Regions from separate parts of the Bicyclus anynana genome. Here region 2 is linked to region 1. The links are chromatin contacts, called in public Hi-C maps. All regions are on one chromosome and are shown on one strand. Each heading gives the region's core, a stretch centred on a gene start, on an enhancer-like site or on the middle of the called end of the contact. The rest is flanking DNA. Distances are from core to core; before and after follow the strand shown. Region 1 overlaps LOC112046537 (forkhead box protein K1). Region 2 holds the start of LOC112046537 (forkhead box protein K1).

Region 1 (5,608 bases), core at 1,408-3,907:
GTAGACTACTATTTCAGCACTTGACCACAGAAAACATATATATAAGTTGACGGCCTCCGTGGCGCAGTGATATGCGCGGTGGATTTACTAGATCCCCGGCTGGACCGATTGAGGTTATGTTATTGGCACTGGTCTGGCTGGTGGGAGGCTTCAGCTGTGGCTAGTTATCATACCGGTAAAGACTATTTAGCGTTCCGGTACGATGTCGTGTTGAAACCGAAAATGGGTGTGAATTTTCATCCTACGCGTAGCAAGTTAGCCCGCTTCTTGGGTTGCATTAACACTTGCCATGAGGTGAGATTTTAGTCAAGGGGTAAATTGTAAAGAATAATTTTTGTTTTTAAAAACTTAATTCGGTCAGTGAATAGTGAGTCTAACATCGGTTCGGAAACCAATATTTACTGCTATAAGACAGATAAACTTAGTATTTCTATATCTTTTAGGTAGATGTATAAATGTTACATTTACATTAAGTATAAGATAGGAATAGGCTTTTAGTGTAAATGTGTATACACTTTGTAGGCAAGCGCGTTCCACCGTAGACTGCATCTTTACACACAATACACAAAATGTCGAAATATGTTTATGGGACTGGTTTCGATATTTTTCTCATTCCCCATATCCCTAAGCACGCTGTAGAATTGACTGTATTCTTGACCGAGTGTGATTGGCTTAATTTACCTCTAGCCATTATGCAGGCAAAGCGTTAGTTTGAATATATTTGAAAAATAAATATACAAGTAAGTTAATATGTTCATTATACTCGTTAACAGTGCAGTACCTACGAATGCATACAGGCGATAGTTGCGATTGGTTTACTGGCAGTGTACTTTTTATTGGTAACCATCTATACGACTACATATTTACTTTGTATACAGTGTGATATATCCGGGTGTTGTTGTCTTTGTCATTGAAATAGCATGTTATTTATAACAATAAACAATGATTCAACTAAATCGCGTACATAGATATTTCTCTCCCTTTCTTTTACTTTTCTTATTGTTCACAGACATATTTAATTTTACAGGTACCAACCAACCAATACCTAACAATCGTATTAAAGCAGACTTAATTATTATCATGACGTCAGCTGCAGATCAAGGACCTTTAGTAATACCTACATTAAAAAGTTCATTATCACGCATTGCTTGCTATAGTGTTTTTAAGATAGCATGGGTAGGGTGACAGTTGCCTTATGACGTCCTTAGTACGTACTATTATCGCGAACGCGGCCAACTTTCATGAGCTAAACGAACTGTCACCCGCACCATGCTATACGAAACGCACTGTAATCCGCATTGGAACAGCTTAGTGGGTCTATGCTTGAAACCTCTCTTTAAGGAGTAAGATTGGACCAGTGGGTCCTTAAAATATGCTAATAATGGGATGTACGCAAACGTTCCGGTTTGACATCGGTCAATTGAAAAAAGCTTGCTTTGCAGAGGCCCGTTTGGCGTAAATCGATAATTATTGTAAGATCTTCGAGCAAAGGCTCGTCATTTGAGGACATCTTCTTAAAAATGACGCACTACACGTGCTGAGGTGCAATACATTATTCCAGGGTATAGTTTGTCATACTATTCGAGGTCTGTTTGACTTTTTTCTTTAATTCTTTGGACTTTGGATGTATTGGTCAGTTACAGTAGACAGATAATCAACAGCGAGGCTGGTCTAAAAGTAAAAGAATGTTCTTTAACGAAACAAACCATCTATTTAATACAGATAAACTAAAGTGTACAGCCAAACGGACGTCCCTGAATAAGTTGACTATACTTTGTACCCGCAAGTACGACTAGGTATTAAATGTCTACACGTGTTCAAATTAAAGGAGCATAGTGTAGGAGTACACCGCCGACTCGACGCCACTAGTGTGGCATATATTTAGTAGGTAGGCAAGCGCCACATACCTATTCGTTGTATATTGCGGCGCCTCACCTACCCACTCGTGTTTCATGGAAGCGCATTGGATATTTACGTGCAACTCGCTCGATATCGTTGCGCTATCAGCCCTTCATTGTGCCTAATCTATTTGGAATTGCATTTGAAAATCGATTGTTACTTGGCTTCAGTAGAAAAGTTAAAATATTCAATTCCGTTCAAGTAGGCTAAGCTAGCTTCTTTTAGCGACTCAATAGTTCATCCATCCATCCAGCCAGCTAATTCAATTTTAACAGTGTATTCAATTAGTATTCCCTTGGTTACAGATGTACTCTCCGCTTCCCATCGACGAACATTCGCCTGGACTTCCAGTCTCTGGTGGAGGAGAGCGGCGGCGGCGCGGGCAGCACGGGCCCGCCGCTGCCGCCGCTGCGCATCACCATACCCATGGACAACGACGGCCGCAGCCCGGCGCCCTCTCCCACCGGTGAGTGGCCATCAGTCTGATAGAGTCCACTGCAGCACATACACAGCCCCTGGTGCAGGAGAACCGCTGCGCATCACCATACCCATGGACAACGACAAAATAGAACATCAGTTAGATCCCAAATATTTTTGGCAAGACCAGAAAGTACCCGCAAAATTCTGTTGCCCACAATAAGTTCATAACACCTCTTTGATTAAATTTCAGGCACAATAAGCGCCACCAACAGTTGTCCGACGTCGCCGCGCGGCGCCGGCTCGTCGGGGCGGCGGCACCCCGACCTGGGGCTGGTGGCGCAGTACGCGGCGCTGGCGGAGCACCGCCCCAACAGCAACGGCACCGCGGTGAGTACCGGCACCATCTTGTCACCAGTTGTCCGAATCTCCGAAGGCTGGAGCCCTAAACACTATTTCCAAAGTATCTAGGATGGCGATGTCGCAAAGTGTACGGTCAGCTGATTTAGGAACACAGCCCGGTACTTGTTGGCGTGTTCTTAGAGCACTTTCTTGACTCTCTAGTAGTACAAGTAGTTTCCTCTCGCTGCTTTTCTCCTTTTCTCACTCACCCTATTCTGAATCTAGATTGTTTTTCCTGTGTCACTCCGTGTTAACTGGTGGTCAGCGCTCCAACATACTTAAATTGAAATAATCATCTTAATCAGCCTATTTTCTGTAGCCAACATTGTAGACTTGCAGAGCTAAACTTTTTATTTTTCTATGACTAGAAGCGCTGTCATAGTCTGATTTCTTCGAGCCACGAGGGTGTAATACTATCAACATTGCAACTTCAAGTTGCTGCTACGAATTTTACGAAACGTTATTTAGCTCGACCCAGGACCTCACGATTCAAAACCCCATAGGCTAACCGCCGGACCAATGAGGCACGTCACTAATAATGATGTTTATGCAGTTACTGAATATTTGTTAACGTGATCTGCTATTTTATTCTAGGCTTCTTCTACCTCCGACTCAGGGTACAACTCGCGCGACGCGCGGGATCGCGACCACCGCGACGGCCGCGACGACGCCAAACCACCGTACAGGTACGTTGATTGAGCAGGACTCATTATAATATGCCCAAGCCTTACTAATAACATTTTATTTACCAGTCTATGAAGGGAAACCTAAGGAAGTAATTTTACTCAAATATGTCTCTAAATATAATCCACGCTAAAGAGTCTTATACATATACTCGTACTAACTTGGATGGTTAGCTTTATGACGTCATTCTAAATCCATAATGGCGGACAATAATGGCAGACCAGTTATTTGTATGCAGACCTGTTATGCAGAGTTTAGCTGGATATAATGCCACCACTAAAAGCTTTCCCACATGGAAATATAGTCGACCTGGACCTTAGAAGCCAGGAAGAGTTACATGAGCACTCCTAATAAGGATCAACTCGAAACATACAGTTATGGGACTGATCGGAGATTAGTCCAAGTTGTAGGACATACAAAAAAAACATAATTTTTATAAAGTAGTTGATAGTTTCTGATTGTTATTGGTGTTGTGTTGTAGCTACGCGCAACTGATCGTGCAGGCGGTGGCGTCGGCGCCGGACAAGCAGCTGACGCTGAGCGGCATCTACAGCTACATCACCAAGCACTACCCCTACTACCGCACCGCCGACAAGGGCTGGCAGAACTCCATCCGACACAACCTGTCGCTCAACCGGTCAGTGCCCCATACCGTCACATTCACATTTTTTAACGAGAGCGTATAGCACGTTCAATATATTATGTATGAGTATAATTAATTCATATTGAACGAGTGTGTATAGCTCGTTCAACATATATGTTTAATTAATACACATTTAACGAATGTGTAAATAATATTTATATAATATAGAAAATATTTCATACATTGAATAATACATTAGCTGACGCCGCCCGGTTTCATCCGCGTGTTTCCCATTTCCATAGGAATACAGGGATAATATATAGCCTGTAACCTTCCTCCACAAATGGGCTATCTAACAGCTGTATAATATTATTAATTAATTAATAATATGGATAATGCCCCTGGTATTCTATATAATGCCTAGGCATCATTTTTGATTATACAGATCATAAACACATAATTATATCTCATTCAAAATGTTTTTAATTCAAATTTAACGTGTGCGTATATCGCGTTTAACACATGCGTAAATGACGTTTAACATGTGCGTATATCACATTTAACATGTGCGTATTTCACATTTAACATGTGCGTATTTCACATTTAACATATAATGTATTTGGTCGTAGGTACTTCATCAAGGTGCCGCGCAGCCAGGAGGAGCCGGGCAAGGGCAGCTTCTGGCGCATCGACCCGCAGAGCGAGGGCAAGCTCATCGAGCTGGCGTTCCGGCCGCGGCGCCCGCGCGGCGTGCAGTTCCGCGCGCCCTTCGGCCTCTCCTCCAGGTAGTAGTGGCGGCGGCTCCTGGCGCTCCTCCGGGATTACCAGCTACCAACTTCCATCACTGATATATGACGGCCTCCGTCACCTTCCATCACAAATATATCAGCGCAGTGGGCCCTGGCTTGGCCGGTTGAGGTTTTCTTAACTGGTCCAGGTCTGGCTGTTGGGAGGCTTTGGCCGTGGCTAGTTACCACCCTACCGTCAAGGACGTACCGCCAAGCGATTTAGCGTTCCGGTGCGACGTCGTGTTGAAACCCAAAAGGGTGTGGATTTCATCCTCCTCCTAACAAGTTAGCCCGATTCCTTCTTAGATTGCATCATCACTTACCATCAGGTGAGTTTGTAGTCAAGGGCTAACTTGTAAAAAAATAAAGCCTCCGTCAGCCAGCGCAGTGGTCCCCGGCTGGGCCTTTGAAGTTTTCTTGATTGGCCCCAGTCTGGATGGTCGGAGGCTTTGCCATTGCTATATATATATCTCAATACCAAATTTCAGCTACTTCCGGTCAGTAGTCGAGGCGTGAAAGAGTAACAAACATTCATATCATCAAAATCATCAGTTTTCGCAAATCTCGGGAAACCATGGATTTTTTCGGAATAAAAAGTAGCCTATGCATTAATCTATAGTAAAATCTATTTCCAATCCAAATTTCAGCCAAATCGCTTCAGTAGTAGCCGCGTTAAAGAGTAAGAAACATCGAAACATGCATACAAACTTTCGCGTTTATAATTAGTAGGATTAGTATGATTATCATTATCATCATTAACAACCCATATTGTTGTACACGAGTCTTCTACCACCTGTATATACCACACTAGACAATTGAGAAAATTCTCAGGTAT
Region 2 (5,608 bases), core at 1,642-4,141, 45 kb before region 1:
ATAATGCAACTGGATGAATCCTACCCAAAAATACTTTTCGACACTATACCGATCATATGGTTCCAACCGGCACTGATAGCTGACTTCAACCCACCGCCGAGCTACTTCTGCCCTATATACAAGACTAGTGAGAGAAAGGGCGTGCTAGCCACCACAGGACATTCCAGTAACTTTGTCATGTATATAACTTTGAGATCTGATATACCACAGAAACATTGGATCAACAGAGGAGTCGCTAGTTTGACTCAATTAGATGACTAAATCTAGATCAAATGCATTGTACACTTATGTTAGTCTAAGATCCAACATAAGGAATATAACTGATGATGAACTGAAGGTATTTGTATTACATGAATATTGTGAAATGTGAAATGAAAAGTGTTTATATCTGGCAACCTCAAAGTTACAGTGTGAAAGCAGGCAACATTTACGTTTTCAATTCTGTTGGGTATATTCTTTTAACTAATGTTAAAAAAAAGTGAAAAAAGTGAATTAAATAAATTAAAAAAACAAATTAATCATTTAATACTCACTGGGCGCAATTTCACTAGGCAACCTATTTGCAATGTGTCAATGTGGATATTATTATTTATTTCTTATCCAAATTAAATAACAGATGAGTGTATACATATATTCCGGATGCCGGATCTCGTACTATGTATCAAATTATGTAAAAAACACTTCACACGTTATATGCAATATATAAGCAATGCCCCGCGGGCACGATTTCACAACCCGCCTCCCCCGTCGCCCGCATATCATGGGAGTGTCGTCAACGAACTTGCCAAGCTATAATTATGTGGATCACTTTGATCTTATGAATGTTGGTCCTACTTTTTATGTGTCTACGTAGCTTTTTTACAAACTGAATGATGTGCCACATAAGTTAAACCATCAGATTTTAGTGAATAGTAGCAGGATGAACTATGAAAACATTTTTCCACTATTTTTATTGTATTACTTAAAACTATTACATGTAATAACATTATTATCATTAGTTATTATTCTCTGTGATCTATTTCTAGTCAATATTTAATAAATAAATTATTCTTGGATTACATGGTTTAATTTTATTTTTTAATTCTCTACTATGGTCAGATGGACCATATTGCTTGTTTTATATTTATTCCTTTTTTTTTTAAACAAAGATATCTAAATAAAGATAATTATGATCTATCAAATAAACATAATAAAAATATGTATGTGGATATGGTAGAAGCGCACAGGTGCATACCAGGAAAATCTCAATAACTTGTTTAAAAAAAAACATACATACAGCCGAACATAGAACCTCCTCCTTTTTGGAAGTCAGTTAAAAACCTTTCCCAGATTAGAACTGAAGTAAGTTTGTATTATAACAGGTATTAAAAGCTGCTCTACCAGGTTTAAATCAAATTTAGCTGGCCAAGGTGTTGTTAACAGGTATTTCATGGGGCCTGATTTTTTATTATGTGTAAGCAATGGCTTAATTGCAATCACATCTGAAGGTAAGTGATGATTCAAAATCCTACTCCAGCCTATGGTGGAATGTGTTTTCCATGATGTCTATTCACTCTTAACTTGAATATACTCGATAGGTAAGGGGAAAACTGAAGCTGGAAGAGCATTCCACATCTTTGCAGTGTGTAAAAGGAAAAAGGAACTGCTTAGTACACGTCCAAAGAATATTGACAACATCACAGAGCAGATCTCAACTATGCCTAGCGTTCCTGTGGTAGTATATCAGAGGTTGCAGCAGATCAAACAGTTCCTGAGCGCTAAGCCATGAGATTCAAGACACAAGTATTTGTTTGGTCATGCTCCGTTCCGTTATCTGTTACCAAATGACTTATTATTATTAACAATGGAATAAGCGTACTCAGTGCTTCCGTTCAAGCCACTTTGCTCTCACTAGCATGCTCATTAAGTTAATATTGATGACCTTTTGAGTAATAAGAAAATGTAAGAATGCAATTTGTATAAAAATAATGATAGGCTAGTGTATTTGAGCTGAAAAATGGACTAGCCTATCATTGTTTTCATTTTATATATAGATAGATTGTATAGATTGTTTAATTGTAAATTGTGGTGTATCACACTAATCACACTAATACTTATAATATTATATATAATAATAATAATAAATGCGAAAGTTCGTGTGTATATTTGTTCCGTCTTAACGCTGCGACTAATGAAGCGATTTGGCTGAAAATTGGAATGGAAATAGATTTTACTCTGGATTAATTGTATTTTGGATTAATTGTATAAGATCTAAAAATAGACCCTAGTGTTTGTGTTGGTTTACTATTTACACACAAATAAACCAGCCACCGGTTTCCCTATGTATATAAAATATTTAACCTATTCATTAAAATATACACGGACATAAAATCAATATGTAAAAAACAAATAATTATGTAAAAAAAATATTTAAATGTGGCGCTATTTTTTTTACTTACCCGACATATTAAGCTCGCAATGAAAGAGGTGAAATATTTTATTAGGTATCGAAAATATTGGTCAATATTTTAATCTATTCTTTTAATTCTAATATAATCTAAATTGCTAATAAATTGTATGAACTAGAAAATAATATTTTCCACTTCCAAGTTCCAATTTTCATTTATTGACAAACGAAATATTTTTTTAATAACAGCTCTGGACACTAGCCTATTGAAAGCTATTGAGATGAAAGAAAAAAAAATATGAAGAAACCGCAGCACAACTTTCATTTAGGAGGTATGAGCACAACAATAATGATAATTATCAAATATTTTTTAGTTAAAGTTATTAATAAAAACCAAGAGCTTATAATTTCATCATCATCATCATTAAATGATATTGATTATCTAATTGAAAGCTGTGTAGAATGGAACGTATTATTTTTGCTTCTTTGTTGGGTTGTATAGATGGCGCTTCGAATTTGTAAACTGCGTATGGCGAACTGACGTTTTTGGTTATTTTTGTTCTCGCCTCGTGTTTACTTTAGTGTCTAATTTCGGTCCAATTGCGAAAATTTCACAGTGCAATAACAAAAAACTTTCAAAATCCGTCCAGGGATTGATTTACGCTATCATACACTCGGTACAGTATCGATCCGCGCTTCCTGAGTAGGTATATGTATTGTATACAGTTTTATCACGTGGTGGTGTGATTTATATAATTCTTGTTTACCGTACAAGTAGAAACTTTGCGCATGTGCGTCCCGTCAGTAACCTCAAATAATAGTAGAAGGGACACGGATTCGGCAGGTTCCGGAAATCCGGGTCGCGGTACGGCGGTGTCGGGTCTGTGATGTGCTATCGCGGCGAGGCAGCGCGCCCCGCGTGTGGACTCTGCTGATACGGCCCGCGCCATGGCTCAGACTCAGATATCGCAGAGCTCGGAGAGCGACGCCTGGCGGGCGCTGCTCTCGCTCAAGTCGGCGCCGCCGTCGCCCTCCAAGGTGCAGTGGGCGCAGGAGCCGGCCGCGGTCGCGATCGCGCGGCTCGACGGCCGCGACTTCGAGTATTTGATTCGGCAAAAGAGAGTGGTGATCGGACGTAACTCCAGCCGCGGACAAGTGGATGTGAACATGGGACACTCGAGTTTCATATCTCGCCGGCACCTCGACCTGTTCTACGACCACCCGGAGTTCTACCTGACGTGCAACAGCAAGAACGGCGTCCTCGTGGACGGGGTGTTCCAGCGGAAGGGAGCGGCCGCGATGCAGTTGCCCAAAAGGTCAGTACACTTTACCATAGATAATGTACACTGTAGAGGTCATCTTTGCCTATTTATTGCTGATTGGTTTTTGTTTGTAAACAAACTATTTGTTTATTTATATCTACCCACCTGTTGTTATTGTTTTTTTTTTATTTCAACTATTTGTGCACTTGAAGGTTGAAAGTTTTTATGGGAATTTTTAGCCTACTCAGTATTATAATTATTTCTTGTCTAATTATTACCACTACTTTACTATTAATAATAAAAATAATAAATAAATATTTTATTTATTATTTTAAATCGGAATTCTTATTGTGATACATAACAAGTGAGTAATTAATATTATTTAATTACAATGACACGTTTTTTAAAAATAATGTTTTTACTGTAGTTGCTATAGCGATGACTAAGTATGTGTAGGTAATTATAAAATGTATGCATATTGATTTTAGCTCCACATAACCAAAATGATGCAATTTTGTTTTGAGTTAATCACCTTTTTTCTGAACTTGCATTGCCCTGTGGTTTCACTTACATAAACTTAATATAAAGCACATAAAAACATGTAATATAGGCCAAAGTCTTTGTCAGTTAATGAGACATGCAACACTGACGGGATTCTTCAATTTGAACCAGTTCCTTCATGAGATCAGTGTGTCAAACCAAACTTTATAATTTAATTGATATGAATATCTTAGCATTACATAGACTGTGTGGGTGCTGAGTCAATTGTGTGACAGAGATAAAAAATCAAAATCAAAACCAATGAGGCAGTTACTGCCTCACTCATGTCTCTGCTGCATATAAACTAATCAAATATCAATTTTTAGAGAAATCATGTCATGCATGCTGCCAGATATTTGACTTAGTAGCAAATTTCACCACACATTGTTTAATTAAGTGTAAAGTTGCCTTTAAGTTATTGAGATGCTGCACTTTTACTACATTCATGGCTTTCTTTTAAAAATGACAAGTTGGCCTGATACTCCATTGTAACCTGATGTTAAGTAATGATGCTGTTTTTGATGGCCTCTATGGAGCAGTGCTGTGCGCGGTAGACTTACAAGACAGGTTTGAACCTGGGCTGGGCCAATTGAGGTTTTCTTAATTGGTTGGGTCATAGGAGCTTGGGCCGTGGCTAGTTATCACCCTACCAACAAAGACTTATTGCTGAGTGACTTAGCATTCTGGTACAATGTTGTGTAGAAACCGAAAGGGGTGTGGATTTTCATCCTCCTCCTAACAAGTTAGCATGCTTCCATCTTATATTGCATCATCACTTACCATCAGGTGAGATTGTAGTCAAGGTAAATAATAGAAAAAAAAGATGGAAGCAGGTTTACTTGGAAGTTGTAGGTACAAGTTCACTCTACCCATCATACTGTCAGGTTTCATATCGTAACTCTAAATCATTTGGTGATATGTCTTTGCCGGTAAGGTGGTAACTAGCGACGGCTAAAGCCTACCACCAGACCTGACCTGAATTATAGAATAAAAGAAAAATCAGCTTGCAAACTGACCTACATAGGGAATGGAAACAAGGTCCTCTCTTTTAAAAATCACAGCTTTACCAACTGTACCAGAGAGGTCAGCAACTACCATGTGGCTTCCATGACCCACGTTGGAACCTTGGAGTGTGTAGGAGGGTGGGTTGATATTGTTCTGATACAGGAACTATTATTTTAGACTTATTGAATGCTGGGTGGCGGATCCTTCCTACTATGAGATTGGTTTTGGTTAGCAGTTGCTGCTAATGAATTTGTGTTATGTAGGTCTGAGATGCTCAGCATGAAATACCTTGTGAAGAGAAAAAGACTTGAATTTTATAAATTCATCATTTAAATGTGTACTTCTTATTTTTCAACAAATTACTTGAAAATTGTTCATTTACATAGTTTCACATGATAATCAATTCAAGACTATA

What was found. A called contact is a pair of places that touch in the nucleus more often than the background predicts.
Region 2: a contact with region 1 is called in a Hi-C map of whole body, with 5 times the contacts expected there. The contact joins the promoter of LOC112046537 here to the enhancer-like site in region 1. A contact is called at or near these places in 2 of 2 Hi-C or Micro-C datasets (whole body and whole larva).

The regions. Positions count from the first base shown.
Region 1 is chr11:806,285-811,892 of ilBicAnyn1.1, reverse strand. It overlaps LOC112046537 (forkhead box protein K1), which reads left to right. Exons shown (of 12, transcript XM_024083206.2): 2 at 2,205-2,365; 3 at 2,570-2,706; 4 at 3,313-3,404; 5 at 3,884-4,039; 6 at 4,615-4,770. Among protein-coding and RNA genes, the nearest start is that of LOC112046547, 19 kb to the right of the region's middle. Within about 2 kb of position 2,657, at least 8 of the 8 cell types and tissues checked have open chromatin away from gene starts, as enhancers often do.
Region 2 is chr11:851,358-856,965 of ilBicAnyn1.1, reverse strand. It overlaps LOC112046537 (forkhead box protein K1), which reads left to right and starts at 2,891. Exons shown (of 12, transcript XM_024083206.2): 1 at 2,891-3,702. The coding sequence starts at 3,335. It overlaps LOC112046539 (GSK3-beta interaction protein), which reads right to left and starts at 2,638. Exons shown (of 2, transcript XM_024083208.2): 1 at 2,439-2,638. The coding sequence starts at 2,445. LOC112046540 (dynein axonemal heavy chain 3) reads left to right here. Exons shown (of 67, transcript XM_052884388.1): 67 at 1-1,055. The coding sequence ends at 261.